Linked DNA regions of Oryctolagus cuniculus: region 2 is linked to region 1. The links are chromatin contacts, called in public Hi-C maps. All regions are on one chromosome and are shown on one strand. Each heading gives the region's core, a stretch centred on a gene start, on an enhancer-like site or on the middle of the called end of the contact. The rest is flanking DNA. Distances are from core to core; before and after follow the strand shown.

Region 1 (6,960 bases), core at 2,927-5,426:
TAGAACAAAGATGAAAATGTCAGGTTTCACATTAGATTTGTGACCTTTATATAAAATTAAACCAGAAAGTTCTCCCTTTTTTCATGTTTCATTCTGTTTGGCAGGTCAACTGTCAACTCTCCATTCAGAATTTAAAGTGGAAAGGGGATAAATAAATTTCAACAATACTAAATATCTCATTTTTTTCTGTAATAAATGGGGTTACAAGATGTCATATCATCTACTTTTCTCTGGATATTTTTGGACAACAAACATTCACTTTATTTGTCTGCCTTCTCCTGACTCAGCCAAATAGCCTGGAAACATGGATGGATGTCTTCTTTATTCTTTTTTTATTAAGTAAAAAGAGCAATAAAGGAGAATTTCCAGTTTCCTGGACTCCAATCTTAAATTCATTGGATGGATGAATGGTGAAATTAGATTCCCAACTGATCAAGGCACAGGGACTGCCAGATCCAAATCACACAGGGAATTGCTTGGAACTTAGAAACTAATATTTTGATGCAGGAAATGTTTCCATCTGAAGACTCCTCTATAATATTGTCATCAAATGTAGGTCAGGAGAGAAATAAACAACCACACAGAGTGGGAATAAGCAAGGCTGAGAATGCTGCCTCTCAGTGTTTGAAACATAGACTTCGTTCCTGCAGGAAAGCCCAATTCTCTGACTGGAAGCAGGTCCTAAAGTATGTGTCAGAGCACTTTGCAAACTATGGCACCAAAAAAAACCTGAATGTGAATGTGATCAAGATCTGACAGCAATTTTCAGAAAATACAGAAACGGGAGCATGTTAATATGGCGCAAAATTTAGAGTGAGAAACTTTATAGGACAAACAATCCCAGTTTTCCCAATACATAAATACCAAGACATAAAGGAGGTGAAGGGAACCCACAGATTAGAAGACATGTAAGTGACACATCAATGACTTCCATTTTTAGATCTTATCTTGGATTGTGACTTCAACCCATCATAAAAAGGTTATGAGACCGTTGTGTATTTGAACCCTACCTGGTCACTTTCTGTTAATAAGGAATGAGTGTTGATTATTTGTTAAGTGTGAACATGGTTACTGTGGTTATGTTTAAAAGAAAGAGACTTTGTCTTTTAGAGTAATATCCTGAAATGGTAAGATTTGCTTCAAATATCTGGGAGTATAGAGAATAGATTTATTGGTTCATGATTGGTCATAAATGAATTATTAAAATTAAATGGCAGGCTGGCCGGTGCCGCGGCTCACTAAGCTAATCCTCCACCTTGCGGCGCCGGCACACCAGGTTCTAGTCCCGGTCGGGGCGCCAGATTCTGTCCCGGTTGCCCCTCTTCCAGGCCAGCTCTCTGCTGTGGCCAGGGAGTGCAGTGGAGGATGGCCCAAGTGCTTGGGCCCTGCACCCCATGGGAGACCAGGAGAAGCACCTGGCTCCTGGCTTCGGATCAGCGCGGTGCGCCGGTTGCAGCATGCCAGCCGCGGCAGCCATTGGAGGGCGAACCAACGGCAAAAGGAAGACCTTTCTCTCTGCTTCTGTCTCTCACTGTCCACTCTGCCTGTCCAAAAAAAAAAAAAAAAAAAAAAGGCAGGAACTGAGAAAGTTGTCCGAATCAAAATGGAATTTTTTTGAGGCTCAAACCAAAAATAAATAAATAAATCTGAGAGGTTATGAAGGAAGGGATCTCATGCATATATGCTTGATAATAAGAACTATTCACAAAAGGCTGCCAGAACCACAACTTTGCTCAAAGGCCACCATAACTTTACACAACAATCCTGCTTCAAGGACTTTGCCCAACAATCATTTATCTGCTTAATCTTGGACTGATGCCACCCTTGCTACTGATCCTTCTGGCCAAGGATTATTTCAAGATACCTTATGTAATCCTCCTCATTTCGCCTTTAAAAACTTCCTCCTGGCCGGCGCCGTGATTCAACAGGCTAATCCTCCACCTAGCGGCACCGGCACACCAGGTTCTAGTCCCGGTCGGGGCGCCAGATTCTGTCCTGGTTGCCCCCCTTCCAGGCCAGCTCTCTGCTGTGGCCAGGGAGTGCAGTGGAGGATGGCCCAAGTGCTTGGGCCCTGCACCCCATGGGAGACCAGGAGAAGCACCTGGCTCCTGGCTTCGGATCAGCACGGTGCGCCGGCCACAGCACGCCACCCACGGCAGCCATTGGAGGGCGAACCAACGGCAAAAGGAAGACCTTTCTCTCTGTCTCTCTCTCTCACTGTCCACTCTGCTTGTCAAAAAAAAAAAAAAAAAAAAACTTCCTCCTGACAATGTCACTCCTGCATAAATACATTATTCTTCAGGGAATTTATGTTATTTAATATGATAGAACATAAAAGGAAATTATTCTATTCCCCTGTTTTGTATATATTTGAAATTTTCAATAAGAAAAATTTACACAGTGGAGGAGAGATTAAGGAAGGTGATGGGCAAAGGGTGCTCTCACACACAGGGGGTAGGACTAGGAACTGCTGCCACAAAGAGTCAATTGGCATTTTGAAGTGAAGTAGAATATGAGGATACTTCAAAGAGTTTGTGGAAAAAAATGGAATTCAATGTTTTGATATAAAAAAATTGAAATTCATGCATTGTTTCTTCATAATATACATTTTTCCATGAACCTTTTGGAGACCCCTGGTACATGCACACCTCCAACCCTACCATGCCAATTCTAGGTTTTTAGAAAACTGAATTTCTGAGAGGCAGAATCACCCCATAGATTTTTAAAACTCTGTTCTAATATTTTTAAATTGTTGAACTTCTATAAGAAGTAATACAAGCTACAAGACTGAAATTTTATATTGGATTATTATGAAATATTTAAGACAAAAATATTTAGGTTTATAAGACTATGTCACACATAAACAAGAATGTGTGCTGTGAGCAACAGTGGAAAGTTGAAAGCAATATAAGTATACATCAAAGGAAGAATCATTTAAACAAAACATGCAAAAGTCACTCAATGGAACACTGTGCAAATTTAAAAACAAATAAACTAGGTGTAAATACGGAAAATTTTCCAAAACAATGTTTCATTTAAAAAGAGCCAACTGCAAACAAACTTAGTACTATAGGTGACAAGGACACAGATGGAAAAGTTGACCTCTAACTATCAGAAAGCAAGGGCAGTGAACGCAACAGGGATGAACACCTAGGGAGTTGGCGTGTCCTGTGAGGTCCTGTAAGAGTGGTGGGTGCATGTATATTATTTTCTATCTGGTTTTGGATCCAAAAAATACTTAACAAAACAGAAGAAAGAAGGAAATTGAGTAAGTTGATGCCTACTAACCAGCTCAAATGGCAGGCCGGAAGGTGGCAAGAAAGATGTCGTAGCCAGATCAGCACACATTCTGTCACCTTCTATACAGCATCCTGCCCTGTTCCTTAGAGCACCCGCTTCTCCTGCCCTCAGAGCAGCAGTAATTTTTTTTAATTGAAAGGGAATTTTCTAGGTGTAAAAATTCAGCTTTCAGAGTAACACAACTTCTCTGGACGTGTCTTACGTGTCAAAAGAATGGGGACAGGGTTCACCTACTTAAGTTGTAAGACCAAGAGAGAATATGTTAGCAGAACACCTTCACATGAGACATACTGAAGATACATGTTTTGCCTCTATTAAAGTACATTAGGCTGCCATTTGGGACACCACCGTCCCACAAGTGCCTGGGTCAACTCCTGGCTGTTCTGTGCTTCTGATCCAGCTCCCTGCTACTGTACTTGGAAAGCAGCAGACAGTAGCCCAAGTGCTTGGTTCCTGCCACCCATGGGGGAGACCCTGATGGAGGTCCTGGCTTTGGCCTGGCTAGCTCCCAGCTGATGCAGGCATTTGAAGGATGTGTCGGGGGAAGGGTGAAGCAGGGAGCAGAAGATATTCTCTCTCTCTCTCTCTCTCTTCACTCTCCATCCAACCTCTCCATCACTCTGCCTTGCAAATATATAAATCTTTAAACAATAAAAAGATAAATGCCCCCAGGAACAGACATATTCACAATACTGCTGTTAAGTCCAGGTACAGAATTTTAGAGCATTTAGATAAGTGAGACGTAAAATGCTAGCTGTCAGCTGCCTAGAATTAGAGATGAGAGGGAGCTGGTGTCCTTCCTCACCCCTGTCCTTTTTACCGGTTACAAATTTCGTGGCGCCGGCGTCCCAGTTAAGCAAGACTGAAATCCGCCCAGACAGTGCAGCAGCGCCATCTATCGAATCCTGGCTCCTCCTGCACAGCAACTTGAGAGAGGGACTCACATGTGGCAAAAAGTAGCTGAGGTAAAACACACAACGTAAGCACAATGCCTGCTTAGAACTCGCATAACTGAACTATACCTTATTCTTTAACACCAAGTAAAGCATTTACGCTGCACAGGTAACAGTAATACTGTAACAGCTGTACAGCTGTAGGAACTCCAGTGTTTGCGCTTTTTCTTTTTAAGCTATTAAATCTTTACAAACTACTACGCTGGGACAGTATTACTCACAGAAAAACACTCAGTATCTTACTTCCGAGTAGTGAGGTTTACGGTTTCAGGCAGGAGGCGCCCACAGAGCAGCCTGCTAGGGACGGCCGCTGGTTCGTGGCTTTGCCTCCTTCCGCCGTGAGCTCTCCCACTGCGCGCGGCGACTGCAGCGTGGGCTCCCTGCCCACGCCGCGATGCGCTCCCGGCCGCCTGGCGCGTGCTGCGGGCCCGCCCACCACGCGGTGCAAATCACGGCACCTCTAACCCTCTAGCTCCGACTCTGAAAAAAACAGGCGTCACCCCCGAGACGTTTTTCAGCTCCAACCACACAATTCCCAGGAAAGGAGATTTCGCTTGGTGAATTAAGACCTGAGGAGGAGCAGCAGCGGTAGCCCCGGCCAGGGTCCCAGGCGCAGGGGCTTCTTTCTGGGGGACCCCTCCCGTGCTGCGCCGGAGAGAGTGTGGGAACAGCCCTGCCTCGTGTCTGCCCAGGGAAGCCGCAGGTGGCGCGCTGATTTGGTTGCTAACGGCCCTACGAGAAGGAGTTGAGCTCAAAGTTAAGACCTGCCTTTGGGCCAGCGCCGTGGTTCACTTGGCTAATCCTCCATCTTTGGCGCCAGAATTCCATATGGGCGCTGGGTTCTAGTCCTAGTTACTTCTCTTTTTCTCTTTCAGTCCAGCTCTCTGCTGTGGCCCAGGAAGGCAGTGGAGGATGGCCCAAGTCCTTGTGCCCTGCACCTTCATGGGAGACCAGGAGGAGGCGCCTGGCTCCTGGCTTCCGATCGTCACAGCGCCGGCCGCAGTGGCCATTTGGGGGGTGAACCAACGGAAGGAAGACCTTTCTCTCTGTCTCTCCCTCTCACTGTCTGTCACTGTCTGTAACTCTACCTATAAAAAAAAAAAAAAAAAAAAAAAAAAAAAAAAACACCTGTCTTTGTTGTTGGAGAGGAAAACGTTCCTCCTTGTAAAGCGGTCTCAGGCCCGGCTCCCCAAGGGCGGGAGTGCAGTCTGCTCAGCTCTTGGCAAAGCTATGGCCGGGACAGACCGGGAGACCGAGCTGGGTTCCACTCTGTGGGGGCACTATCTCCTTTCTGTGTTCTCATAATCACTTGGTTGTTTCCAGTATAGTTTTACAGATGTCTTGGGTGGTCTTAAGCATTTTAGCTGGGCCTATACCTAGGAATACAATTGCTTGGTCACAGAGAAGAGTGAGAAGAGTGAGCCTATATTTCAGTCATCCAAACTGGAGTACTTTGAGATTAAAGGAAGATTAAAAAAACACATGAAATTATTGACCATCAAATCAGTTTAATAAATTGGTAGACATAAAAAAAATAAGGATTAAAAACTGATTTCCAGAGTAAAATGCCTTCTAAAATAGTAAAATAGCATATTCCACAGACATTAAAGTAAAATTGTTTGAATATTTATATTGAAAATCTGAATACTTTTGAAAATACAGTAACTTTTTTGAGTATATATTCATTTATAACTAGTTCTTAATCACTTCTAGCCTTTTGCTAAATAATACACCTACTAATGTGGTCTTATTAATATTTTTGTAAAATTGCTAGCAAAATTCATCAAAATTGCATTTTATGCTTATCAATTTGGTCTCTAACACCTTCAACAGATTTTTTTCCCCAGAGAATGTATTCTTAATGCAGAAAATGTTCTCAATAGGTTTTGGGGTACCTTACAAATTCAGAACAAAATCTGTTAAGTCGTGAATAATCTCAGTCTTAGTTTTTGTCATATTGAAATGCATAAATATTTATACCAAGTATTTTCCACAGATACTACCTTTTTGTCTCTATCCAATAAATATTTTATATACAAAATTTACATAATCGGTCGTGTCGACTCTTTCAAGTGTTTTGCCACATACATTTGCAACAAAATTTTAAGCCTCAATTCCTTCCATTAATTTCTGATTTAGAATACAGATACATTCAATTAAAAATAAGAATTCTATCAAATATGTCAATATGGTCCAATGTACAACTTCAGAATTTCAAAATTAAATCTTGTACAGTTCTTCAGTTCTCATCATTTAGTTGATTCACTCCTCTTCTCCCCTCTTGATTTTATAAGGACATATATTAATGTCTTTCTGTTTCCAAGCGTGATTTTCAATATTGCAGTATGCTGAGATTCTTTTTTTTTTTAATTTACTTGAGAAGTAGAGTTAGAGATAGAGAGAGGGAGAGACAGAGAGAAAGGTCTTCCATCCACTGGTTCACTCCCCAAATGGCCACAAAGGCTTGGACTGGGCCATGAGCCAGGAGCTTCTTCCAAGTCTTCCATGTGGGTGCAGGGGCCCAAGCACTTGGGCCATCTTCTACTGCTTTTCTAGGCCATAGCAGAGAGCTGAAGTGGAAGAGGAGCAGCCAGGATATGAACTGGTACCCATACGTCAGCGCCACAGACAGAGGCTTAGCCCACTACATCATAGCGCCAACCCTGGTTGCTCAATTTTTGATTAACATTTTGATTGACATTTCTGA
Region 2 (6,960 bases), core at 2,605-5,104, 300 kb before region 1:
AGGCAGAGCTGCTTTTAAAGGCTGATTCTAAAAAGAGATCAAGTTGGAGTCTGGTTCTGGCTAGTGGGAATTTTCCTTCGGCTGAACCGACTGCAGGCTGCACTTGAACTTCTGCCAGTACGGGGGCCAATGCCGCAGCACTTTTCACTTAGAAGTGGCTAATAAAATCATGACGGGAAATCATAAAAGAGAATTACAAACAAAATCATCAAAAAGGAAAAAAATAATTTTGCTATGATGAAATTCAGCCTCCAGGGACCAGAATAGAAAATTTGCAGACATAAGCTTATGTCAGCAGAGACACTTGAGGGATTTCAAAGTTGTTTCCGCTCAGTGAGTTTAAGAAACCAGTTTCTACCAATTGGTTGCTTTTACTACTGCAGGAAACCTGAGGACAGTTGGACAAAAGAAAAATCTGCAATCACCCAAAATACAAAAGACTGAGGAACTACCTTCCCATTCTGGCGCATTTATTTTAAAATAAATTTATTTTTATTTATTTTTAAAGGGGCTTTAAGAACACATTACTTTCACATTTGCTCATTCTATGAATGGCTTAGTGAGCATACTGAAAGTGTGGTTATCTTAATGAAATAATCATGTCAGTACTCTCATACCTCTTGATTTTTATTTTTTTATTTTTTTTTAACTTTTATTTAATGAATATAAATTTCCAAAGTACGGCTTATGGATTACAATGGCTTCCCCCCCATAACGTCCCTCCCACCCCATACCTCTTGATTTTAAGGGATAGTCATAGTTATTCATTTAGTGAAACCGATGAAATCATAATCAGAAAAATAATTGGCCATTAAGTCATAAATATATTTCATTAACAAGTATGTGCTCACTGCTTCAATGCAGTGAATTCTGTGAATCCCTATTTTTAAGTATTTTGCACATGTCTACAGCGCAGGGATAATTTTTTTCCTGTGGTGTTCTTTACTTGTTTATTTTTGGAACGTGGGGCCAAATCTGTTCCATCTTTGACCTTTGGGTTCTTTTCTTTTTCTTTTTAGGGAAACAGCCATGTGTACCTTTCCCAGTATGAAACATACACACACACTTGCATGCACGATAAACACTGCCCAGACTGGCTTTTCTGACAGATAAATCAGTGCTTGTAGTTCTTTAAAATGTCAAGCTTCTCATCCGGCATGAGACCTGTCACTGTCCATGTGTTTCTCTGATGATACCCCAGATCTTACTGATTGGCAGGCTTCCCAAATGTCAGGAGTGCTGAAATGTACAAGACACCCGTTCAGACTCACCCCTTCCCTGCAATGACCAGAACCGGAGTGGGGGTTGTGTGTGTGTGTGTTTCTGGCTGTTTGGAAGATTTGCTACTCTCCCAGGCACGTGGCCTCCCAGAGAAGCCAAAGAGCCTTGAGTTCATTGCTTTTCTCCACTCTTAGGATACCAAGGTGCCACCAGATGTTTCCCCATGCTTTTTAGAAAAGTACACCGCTGCTTTATGCTACCACTCCAGTGCTGCTCACAGGCATGACCAAGAATAGTTTAGCGCATCTAGAAAAGTGACTTCTCCTTATTATCATAGCTTAAAAAAGTATTCTGTATAGACTGAACAGCATGAGAAACCAGCAACTGACAGGCCTGGGTACAACTGTAGCAATTACTTGCTCTGTGAGCATGCACCTCCTTGCCTATTAATGTCTTTGCATGTAAAGTGAAAATATGAAGACTATACAAAGGTTTAAGTCAAGAATAAATCACGACTATATCCAATCATGTGACAATAAGTAGAATTCTTTTCCCCTTACCTAGCCTATCTTGGACAAAAAGAATAAAAAGCTAAGGAATACGTCAGAGAAGCAAGCAGTGGGGAAAAACACCATGTACGCTGGAACTGGGCTGTCCTGTGAGAATCAAAGCATAGTGTAACACGAGGGACACTCAAAAGCTTGTGGAAAATGGAATTGAAAGGTAAGTTTAGTTTGATGTAAGAAAATGTTTGAGGGGTTATCCCAGTGGTGTACCAGGCTAAGCCTCCGCCTGCAGTGCTGGCATCCTATGTGGGCACTGGTTTATGTCCTGGCAGCTCCTCTTCCGATCCAGTTCTCTGCTACGACCTGGGAAAGCAGTAGAAGATGGCCCAAGTGCTTGGGCTATTGCACCCACGTGGGAGACCTGGAAGAAGCTCCTGGCTCCTAGCTTTGGATTGGCCCAACTCTGGCTGTTGCAACCATTTAGGGAGTCAATTCATGGATGGAAGACCTTTCTCTCTACCTCTCTTTCTCTATCTGTAGCTCTGCCTTTCAAATAAATAAATAAATAAATCTTTAAAACAGTGTTTGAAATCCATGCAGTTTCCATAACGCACATTTCCATTTTATATGAATGGATTTCAATGTTTATTTGCACCAGAATAAGCTTATCTTTTGGTTGCATTTTCTAAGAGCGTTTTGAAGTGCCCTCGTGCACAGCTGGTTTTGTCCAGTCAGTCATGATATGGGTCAGGATCGTGTCTAGGGTCACGCCATTGCTTTCTACCTACGTAGACATTTCACATAAACCTGTGGCTTGCCTGCAGTATGATAACTTCCCCAATTGCAAGCATGCCATGTCAGGAAATGATTGACTTGTTCTTCCCTAGCCTCAGCGTCCCTGACAGCTCCAAGCATTCCCACGTGTAGGCCACATGTGCATCCTGCATTGGAACATACAGCGGAGACCCTCACTTTCATTAACAATTGCCACCTGATGCGAGTAGCGGACCGTGTGCTCCATACAGATGGACTTTTGGACTGGGATAGAAAGTCTTAGATCATCTACTCTTCAGTCCTTATCTGGGAAAGAGTGATCCAGTTAGGAAATTATCCAGACGTGATGATTTGCCAGGGAAGCTTCTGATAAGTTATTTATTTTTAGTATTTTTATGGGAACAAGACGAGTGAAGACATCAAGTTCAAATCAGTCTACCAAGTGGGTTCTGATGTAAGGGAAATGAGAAAGCCTGGCTTTTTGGTACTGATCCCAGGCTAGTAACACACAGTCCACAGGGCCAGCATCTCATCCACCCCCACTTCCCAAACCTGCTCACCCTGCCCCCACTGCGGCTTGTCATCCTTGTCTTCGGAGTAGAAGCTTCACACTCACTGCAGGCTCTTTCCTCTGTCACCGTGCTGGCCCACCGCCCTGTCTCTTACTTTTCCCACCTCCCCTTCCTTCCTTCCGATGACCAGATTGGGTCTTGATGACCCAATGCATTGAGGCAAACAGGTTCTTTGCTTTCTCTTCCTTTCAACAAGTAGCTTCCCACTGCCATCTCGGCCACCCTGGCCGTGAAACTTGAATCCCTGTGGGCTTGTCCTGTCTCTGCTCTAGAACTGGCTTCCTTTGTCTCCCTAAACGTTCTTCTCATTAAGACTCCGCCAGAGAGCCATCCAGCCCCATTTCTCACCACTCCCTAACCAATCCCTTTTATTCCATTCAATCCCAGCCTTTGTGTCTTTAATACTTTCCTTCCACCTCTCCTACCACAATTCCCAAGTCTGAGCCTCCTGTTCAAATTCCTGCTAAGTGTACATCTGCCACTAAAACACCTTAGAACACCTGGGAACCTGGGGACGCAAAGATAACAGCTTTACCCTGCCTGCGACTTTCACCTTCCAGCCAAGCTGTGCATTTAGAGCAAAACCCTCGCCCTACATGGATCATGGCTTGAGGTGGCACTGGCGAGACCCAGCTGGTCCTGGAGATGCGATGGCAAAAGAAATCCAGGCAGCCGGAACAGGCGCCGGGCGCCAAGCCGCCCGGGAGGCTCCGGTGTCCCGGGAGTGGCCAGCTCCGGCCCGCAGCCCGGGGACCCGCCGCTAGGAGGCGCCGCGAGCTCGCCAGCCCCGCGCCCGCTGCGGGAGGAGGGCGAGCGCGCGGATCCCCTGGGCCAGCCCCCCGAGCCGGCGGGACGGGCTGGCGGGAGCAGACGCGGGGACTGTCACTGAGGACGCGCCGCACACACCGGCCCCGGGACCGTCTGGGGACCGCCAGACGCCATCCTCGTCTTTTGCCCCATCGGGCTTCTCAGCTGCCGGTCCCCGGTGATCAGTCGCCGGAGGCGCAGGGCAATGTCTGCCGGGGAGCGCCGCCGTCCCAGAGGGAGACTGGCGCAGCGGCTCGCGAGCCTCTGGTGCTTCTCGGCCGCGCTGGGGATGCTGTGGTCCCCCGCCTCGCAGGCGTTCAACTTGGACGTGGAGAAGCTCACGGTGTACGGAGGCCCCGAGGGCAGCTACTTCGGCTACGCTGTGGACTTCCACATACCTGACGCTCGCACGTAAGTCACTCGGCCGCGGGAAGCCGCGCGCGTGGGCGAACCGGCTCGCAGGTCTGGTACCTGCCCCTCTGCCAGCAGCCGGATGGCAGTGGCGGTCTGGCATTCCAAGTCCCTTCCCGCTCCCGCCCCCAGCCCCCTCGCATGTTGCATGTGCCTTGCAAACTTTGAACTGGAGACAAGCCACTTGCATGGAACGCGGAGTCCGGGCAGCTCCCGGGCACAAAGACCGGTGCTTCCTACAAAGCAGAGAAAGGGAACCAATCGACCCGAGCTGTTAGCAAGGACCCCGATATCTGTTGGCCCACGGTGTGGGCTACAAGCAGCCGGGTTCCGTCCTCTGCGACCCCTTGCCCCCCTCCTGTCATCTCGCTGTAGCCACAGAGCTCCACCTAGAGAGGAGTTGGGGCTGTTGGCACCCTCTCCGAGACCAGGTTTCCAAGAGGAAATTAGGTTTGACAGTCTCCTCTCGGTAGATGGGCTGCTGCCTGCCACCCCCGCTCTCGTCTCAGCTCGCAGGCCGCCGCTGAGGCTGGCTGGCGTGCGCGCCGTGCGGTGATCTCCCCGCGAGTGACCTTCTGCAACCCCTTTCGCAGAGCCAGCGTCTTGGTGGGGGCGCCCAAAGCCAACACCAGCCAGCCCGACATCGTGGAAGGGGGAGCCGTCTATTACTGCCCTTGGCCGGCCGAGGGGGCTGCGCAGTGCAAGCAGATACCGTTCGACACCACCAGTAAGTGATGTTTGTCGCTCCGGACTGTGCGCCCTGGTTGGAAGGAACCAGAGCCGTACTGGAGTCACCTCCCCCTTTCTTTGTGCCTGTGCTGTGGGCTGCCCAGATCCCTAGAGAAATCCGCTCTTTCAACTCCGGGCGAAGGCGAGGGAAACCTTTAGTGTGCCTTGGGGAAGGGAGCATGCTCCTGTTTGGTCCGTGTGTGCTTGATGCATCCCGGGAACTTCTGTTGCCTTTCTGTCTGGAGATCAGGGCGAGCGGACGCTCCGCAGGAGTAGAAAAATGACACCGTCACTGACTACGGAGAGCCTTTGGTTGCTTTCCCAGGATAAACCTAGGAAAAGAGTGGTCCTTGGCGCTTGCTGTGCCCACACTCCAGAGGGAGACCCAGACATCACTCCATGGTGCTGTTTAATTCTTTACAGAAAGAAAGAATTTTCTTTCAAAATATTGGACATTGGATGCAAACTAGTACAGGCAGAGTGTGGATGGGTTACATTGATTTCTAAAATCCCCAGACAGATGTTTCTTATTTAATTAAAGGGAAAATACATTTTAAACAGTTCAGTCTGGTTATGTTTCCTCTGGTGTTTTCTCTTTGGGTCCTGAGAAAATAATTTAAATGTAATGCTTTCAAAAACATTAACACTGAGTGTTTTAATCTATAGCATGAAAACTTTAGGAACTTAAAAGGTATGCATTATTGGAGAACAAATAATCTTTTCTCAGAACAATGTGAGTATGCCAGCTCAAATAATGGCCTTTGATGGGCAACCCATTTACAATGCCTTTTTTTTTTTAATTTTTTAATTTTTTTTTTTTTTTGACAGGCAGAGTGGACAGTGAGAGAGAGACAGAGAGAAAGGTCTTCCTTTGCCGTTGGTTCACCCTCCAATGGCCGCCGCGGCCAGCGCGATGTGACCGGCGCACCGCGCTGATCCGATGGCAGGAGCCAGGAGCCAGGTGCTTTTCCTGGTCTCCCATGGGGTGCAGGGCCCAAGCACCTGGGCCATCCTCCACTGCACTCTCGGGCCACAGCAGAGAGCTGGCCTGGAAGAGGGGCAACCGGGACAGAATCCGGCGCCCCGACCGGGACTAGAACCCGGTGTGCCGGCGCCGCTAGGCGGAGGATTAGCCTAGTGAGCCGCGGCGCCGGCCTTACAATGCCTTTTAAGCACCACTAATTTTACAACATTGTACTCGATTTCTTTGTATTTTAATTATTGTGATATTAGCATTTACGTATCCATTTCTGCAGAGTTCGATGAAGGCTAGGTGATATCTACCTGTTACTTTGTCCTTTTATGTTAAAAATAAAATAATTTCAGTTTTATGCATATGTAAATCATTTCAAAGAAAAAGTCCTATGCCAACCTTCCTTGATTTATGAACAACTTAGGAAAATATTTGATAAAAGCATTTGAAAATGCTCCTTATGTCTGTCTATATGTGCTCACAATAGTCTACTCACCATTCTTTGAAATAAGTCAGTTATTTTCCACCAATTTTTAGTATCGGTAATTGGAAAAATTATACTTTTTGATGTTTATTTGTGACAAGTTTTAAGTAGTTGTTTATATCAGGATTTGAGATGCCTTCAAGTTACTGCTCTCTAGTTTCAGATAAACTTTCCAAATCAGAAGTTATGCATTTAAGCATAAAATTCCTTCCATTTAAATTATTCATGTCTAACTCATTTGCATTGTAAAAATACTTTAAATTCAGACCTTGAGAAATAAAGGTATTGGATGTACGTTACGGAAAGGAGCATTTATATTTTGAGACATACTTGATGTGTTTTCAGCAAGAAGCTGACCATAACATGGAAGTGAATTTAATAACCTTCTAGGACATGTCTGTCATCTATCAAACCAAGGCCTGGTTAGTGTATTTTTTTCCTTGATAAAAGAAGAATCACTGGTGGTACAGGGAAGTTGCATCT

What was found. Hi-C and Micro-C count contacts between places; a contact is called where the count stands out from the background.
Region 2: a contact with region 1 is called in a Hi-C map of embryonic fibroblasts, with 2.6 times the contacts expected there. The contact joins the promoter of ITGA8 here to the enhancer-like site in region 1. A contact is called at or near these places in 4 of 6 Hi-C or Micro-C datasets (ear pinna, embryonic fibroblasts, skin fibroblasts and 1 more).

Annotation. Positions count from the first base shown.
Region 1 is chr13:41,503,602-41,510,561 of mOryCun1.1, reverse strand. No RefSeq gene overlaps it. Among named protein-coding and RNA genes, the nearest start is that of FAM171A1, 34 kb to the right of the region's middle. Within about 2 kb of position 4,176, at least 3 of the 8 cell types and tissues checked have an H3K27ac peak or open chromatin away from gene starts, as enhancers often do.
Region 2 is chr13:41,807,628-41,814,587 of mOryCun1.1, reverse strand. ITGA8 (integrin subunit alpha 8) reads left to right here and starts at 3,854. Exons shown (of 30, transcript XM_002717427.5): 1 at 3,854-4,291; 2 at 4,885-5,018. The coding sequence starts at 4,086.